2 separate regions of the Rattus norvegicus genome follow, and region 2 is linked to region 1. Evidence: chromatin contacts called from public Hi-C data. All regions are on one chromosome and are shown on one strand. The core of a region is the stretch at or near the end of the contact, and the rest is flanking DNA. Distances in the headings are between cores, read along the strand shown. Region 1 has its middle 110 kb from the start of Fn1. Region 2 has its middle 240 kb from the start of Fn1.

What was found. A called contact is a pair of places that touch in the nucleus more often than the background predicts.
Region 2: a contact with region 1 is called in a Hi-C map of liver, with 6 times the contacts expected there. The contact joins two enhancer-like sites. A contact is called at or near these places in 2 of 12 Hi-C or Micro-C datasets (the A7r5 cell line and liver).

The regions. Positions count from the first base shown.
Region 1 is chr9:80,821,432-80,824,319 of GRCr8, reverse strand. No RefSeq gene overlaps it. Among named protein-coding and RNA genes, the nearest start is that of Fn1, 110 kb to the right of the region's middle. Within about 2 kb of position 1,504, at least 15 of the 93 cell types and tissues checked have an H3K27ac peak or open chromatin away from gene starts, as enhancers often do. A contact at or near this core is called in the A7r5 cell line and liver, where this site is marked.
Region 2 is chr9:80,954,435-80,957,322 of GRCr8, reverse strand. No RefSeq gene overlaps it. Among named protein-coding and RNA genes, the nearest start is that of Fn1, 240 kb to the right of the region's middle. Within about 2 kb of position 1,497, at least 9 of the 93 cell types and tissues checked have an H3K27ac peak or open chromatin away from gene starts, as enhancers often do. A contact at or near this core is called in the A7r5 cell line and liver, where this site is marked.

The DNA of each region.
Region 1 (2,888 bases), core at 255-2,754:
ACACAAGCAAAGCCAGCAGCAGCACCGTGTGGGGAAGAGACCGAGCTGCTGGAGACAGTTTTCAGATCAACGGATTTCTTTCTCATCATCTTCTTCACGTTATTGCCGTGTGTGCTGAGGTTCCACACTTCTGCTTCTTCATTTGAGACTTTTTACTGGGGAGGCTGGAGAGAAGGCTCAGAAGTTAAGAGTGCATGCCGCTCTTGCACAGGACCAGAGTTAAGTTCCCAGCACCAGGGTCAGATAGTTCACAATACCTGTGACTCCAACTTCAGGGGGATATGACACCTCTGGCCTCCTCAAACACCTGTGTTCATGTGCACTTGTCTGTGCACACACACAAGTTTTTAAAAAAAAAAAAAAACAACTTAAAATTTCCTGGGCTGATGAGACAGTTCAGGGTGTAAGGGCATTTGACTCCAAGTCTGATGACCTAGGTTTGACCCCCAAGACCCACATAATGGAAGGAGAGAACCAACCCCTGAAAGCTGTCCTCTGATCTCCATATATATGCTGTGGTACACATGCACACACCAACATGAACGCACATGCATGTGCACATGTGCAATAAACACATGTAATGCAATTTTTATCAATACATATTGATTGCAGACATTAATGGGGTACCGTGTGGCATTGGGTTCATGCTGACAGTTGCTTCCAGGCACACCCCTCCCTTTCGCTCAGAGATGACAGTGTATGTGTTAGTCTGCTTTAAACCTCATGGGAACTTCTGCAAGCCTATTCACACAGGTGGAAGCAAATGCTGCCTACTTAAAATTGACAGAAGGTTTAGTTTGAGGGGTTAAGAGTAAGTTATCGCACTGATAGTATATTTAATTTCTACATAAGGTGGAATGATTGATGCCCTGGGAAGTAACTGCCGTTCTAAGGAGTCTCTGGGTTTTCAAAGAAGGCAGGACCTCTGCCTGTAAGGAATTGGAGAATGGTAAATTCCAGACTCTGTAGATATAAAGGATGGGTTTTAGCTAGGAGGAATGGGGAAAGGTAGGGGACATCCAGGAATCTCCACCTAAAGCAGCCGCATGCCACCAGAACTGTCTGCCACTCAGTTCAGCCCAGGTTCTATAAATATTGACCTGGCATTCGGGAAAATACCCAAAATAAATTGTGACCATACAAATTCTAATTGAGTGTGTTGACACACTTCCTGGACTCCCGAACCCATATCAAACAGTTAAGGCTTTGTCTTACATTCCTGTCTTGTCAGGTTTTACAACATGGGGACTCTGCAGTTCTCAGCACACCGGTAGAGACAGCGTGGGTGTGTACTTTACCTCTTTAGCTAGAAGTCCTGACTGTGATTTTACATCTCTTGATTGTTGTTAATGAGGACTACAAGTGTTCATGTTTCGAAATCTCACTGGAAATAGCAAGCTATGAATGGCTGGCACCTGCCCAGACTTTTGGAACAATCACGCACTTTGACTCACTGGGATCCTGTTTCACCCAGTCTGGATTTTAAGCTATAAATCTAGGCTATTGGCCTTATCCCAGAGTGTTATGTCACCATATTTGGGCAAAGACTGAAGTGGGTCTAACATATGCCTCTAGACCAGCTCTTTATAACTGAAAAACAAAACACATTTCTCAGAATGCTAAATCTTATGGGTGGTGTACATGACATAAGTGAATTAATTTTCATGCAATCATATGTTTGAGGGTGGGGACCTAAAAAATAACAATGTATTACAAGCTGTGTGTTGCTCTCCCCTAACTGATGTTCTTGAATGGAAATAGGCAGCTACTTTGAGAACGAGTTCAATGATGAAAATAATGCCGTATCTCTGCTTAGTATCCTACTGATGTGTGAGTTCCATTCTTAGGGCAAGAGCCAAGGATGCAAAATAAACCAGCTTTCCCAGGAAGTGCAAGGAGCAGTCCCTTTTGGTGCCGTGACCCACAGATAGTCTTCCTCGAATCTCTTCTGGTATGAACGGAAGCCCATCATTTAAAGAATATTTATTAAGTCCTTTCTATGTACAAATTTCTCAACTGGGTGCTGGAGAAGAGAGAGTGGGACAAGATAAATATGCCAATCCTTGAGGAGCTCGGTCAGGTGGCAGTGACTAATGCTAAATTAATATTATCATTTTCTGAAATATCTATATATCTATTATATATATATGATATGTGACATGTGATGTGTGACATGACATGTGATATATGATATATATGATATATTTATCTATTTATGTTTATTTATCTATTAAAGATCTATAAGAGACAATTAATATAAGAGACAGTGGGTGGAGGGATCGTATACTCTTAGAGAGCATATATGACAGAAGTTTGATTGGAGGATCAGGGGAGACGTTGAAGTGGAGAGCAATGAGGTCAAAGCTGGTGAGTACTGGGGACGTAGGAGCAGTGAGGCTGGTGACCTGGGCAAGCACAAGATATTAAGGACTTCACAGTCACAACTATTACAACAATCAGGGCATGAAAGAAGGGTCATGACCTGATCATTATTTGATGAGCACTTGGGCCACAACGTGAGACGAAGAACTAGAAGGTTCCACTGAAGGTGTAGAAGGTTACCAATAAATGGATGCCACAGGCTAAAGAGGAGATACAGGTGGCTAGGATACAGGAATGGAAGAGAGAAAGCAGTTGGGTATGGCGTGTATTCAGGAGCTTTTATCTGGGGCAGGGAGAGGGGTCAGTGAGACACAAGGAGCAGAGACCCTGACTTTGACGGTTATCCAAGAGTACGCTAGAGAATGGCTTTCTCTTTTGAACTACGATGAGACATTTGGTGGAGGGGAGTGAGGAGGGTTAATTTTCGTGGCTGACATTTTGAAACACTGAGAAGACAGGTCATGCAGAAAACCTGACCCTGAAAAAGGCGGCTTAGAAATCCACAA
Region 2 (2,888 bases), core at 248-2,747, 130 kb before region 1:
TTAAAAAAAATCAGAATAAAGGTACACCTAATCCTGTCAATCAAACGCAATTCCTGTTGTATTAATACCTGTCACATCTTTTCTCCTGTATAATTGACCAATTTTCTGTAATAAGGCATCATTCCTATTCAATGTGCTGTTTGAGTCTGCTTTATAAATTTTAATTTGAAAATATATCCAAATGGAGATTTCTGGGGAAAGAGGGTTTAAAATCATCTGAAACAGAGAAAAATAAATAGAAATAAGGAAACTGGAAGCTAAGATACAGAGAACCAAAGATCTCTTCTGGTGTTCTCAGTCAGATAGGAATATGAATGTGGGGAAAGGGGCATAGACGTCATTCTTTTTATGGTCAAAAGATCGAATTCCAAAGGTCAATAAATGTATCTTGAACCTAGGTCCTCATTCAGGCCCCGGTTTCTTCTACAAGCTGAGCGCCTCTGAACATACTTCTGAATGTCTTTGACTCAAGAAAGTTGAGTGAGCTGGGCATGGTGGTGCACACCTGTAATCCTAGCACTCTGGAGGCAGAGGCAGGTGGATCTCTGAGTTCCAGGCCAGCCTGGTCTACAAAGTGCGTTCCAGAACAACCAGGACTACACAGAAAAACCCTATCTGGAAACAAAACAAAACAGCAACAAAACAAAAAACAAACAAAAACAGAAAAAGAAAATAGAATGATCGGTGTATAGAGTCGGAGGTGCTTCATGTGTTAGATCTTATCCTAGTGGTAAACTTTGTAGGGAAGGAATTATTAGCTGCAATTCTCACACAAATCCACAGAAAGGTCATAATCTTCCCAGCACGTGGCAGAGCCAACATCCAGATCTTGTCTTCTTCTTCTTCCTTACCACGTTGGTGCTTCCTGCTCCTCACATGTGACACAGAGCTACTCTTCCAACTTTCCTCATGGTATGTCAGGAAGATGCATGGCCCCACCACCTACGAAATATTTTGTAACTGCCAAACACAGTGGGCAAAATTTTGTTTATGGCACCTCGGCCAAGTCTGGTTTCAATACATGCTTGGATCACTTGTCCACCCTTCACATGTTACACGAGGGTGAGGGCTCAGAGAAGCACATCCAGGGTGGCCGAGAGTGACCTTTAGCTGCAGTCTTTGGTACCCTGCCACTTCAGCTGTTTGTCTGTACAGCCCTCTGATGTCTCCCCCACCAGTAAAAGTTTATGTCAGTTGTATGTTGACGACAGGCTTCAGACCTCAGCAAGTTCCAACACAGGCTACTACAACATGGTTGAAATAAACCGCACTCCACACTGCGCCCAGACACTTAGAAGAAATGTAGGGTGACTTCTAAAAGATTGCCTTGGATAAATAAGGCCCGAGCTTGTACCTTTCCAGATGACCAGCCAGGAAGCCCAGGTGCAAGTGAATCAGCAGACGGGGTCCTCTCAGCTGAGACAGCACAGGGCCCGTGTGTCCATAGGCAGCTGGGCAGCGGTTGGACTCTTGGCTGGGTTAAGCTTCAGATGTGGCCTGGCTGGGGCTGATTCAGGGAGAAAGGCTGCTTCCCCCCTGAGTCATGCGGCTGGCTTCAGCCTGGGTTCTGCTTAGGTAACTTGCCCAGTGTTCGTGGGCTTCTGCAGCTGACAGCTGAGTCCAATGTGGCGGGACAAGTGGTCCTCCAGAGGGATGGGGAGTGGTAGTGTGTGGCAAGAGGAAGGATGAGTTACTATTTAAAAGACTCAATCAACACAGAGAGGTTTCTGAGAAAGGAAAAAAAAAAAAGAAATTCATCAGATGAACTGAAATGCAGATAGAAACCAGAGGGAGGTTTACCTGTGGTAGAGAGCTCTTTCCAACAGGCATTCCACCACACAAGCTGGACTTACAGAAGACCCTGGCCCACAGTCGTAACAGTAAAATTAGCCAAACAATATAGCAAAAGCTAGGTTTGTGGCAAGGATGACAGGCAAAGGAGAGGCTCATTAGACCTTTACCTGATATGGCCAAGTGTCTCTTGTCTTTCTTTCTTTCTTTTTTGGTTTATTTATTTAGTATACATTGTTCTGTCTACATGTGTGCCTTCAGGCCAGAAGAGAGCATCAGATCTCATTATAGATGATTATAAGCCAACACGTGGTTGCTGGGAATTGAACTCAGGACCTCTGGAAAAACAGCTGGTGCTCTTAACCTCTGAGCCATTTTTCCAGCCCCATCTCTTGTCTTTTAACTGTATATAGTCTTGGGTGGGGTCAAGTTTGGGGTTTCTAGAATTTATATTGTTAGAACTCAGACCTTTCGGGATCTGCTGCTAAGAGCCTATAGATCTGGCCTCACCCACTGCAGTCTCTTTCCCCTCATAGCTACTATAAAAGCTGACAGGTCACATACTACTCTCCCAAAGAGCCAGATCTCAACCCCACCCCACCTCAGGGTCCATGGATGCTTAACTGCGGTCACCTATTAACTTAGCCCCACTCCCCTGTCCTGAGTCTCTGTGACCCCTGTCATGTATCATAAGTCACTTATTAACCAAGCTGTTTCCTCACAGTCCAGTGTCCCCATTGCCCCCCAGAAACCTTTCAGAGTAAACAGTGAACTTTGTCTTCCAGGACTGATGCCTCTCACTGCAGACCCCTGTCATACTATTTACTGCTGTGTCAATACACCTGTCCCCTGAAGGAAATTTTGTTCAGGACCTTTCTGTTGGATCCTCTTTCTCCTCCTCCAAAAACCTAACATACATAGACAACAGATGGTTTCCTGGAGGTAGAGACTCCTTCATAATACAGCAATTTTGAGTCATCATCCACACTAGGATGAGACTTTTAGTCATGCACTAGCCTTTGAGTCACTATACTCCCGAAATAAATCAATAAATTTACAAATTCATTGGCTCACTAAGTTGAATGGATTAGTTGTTG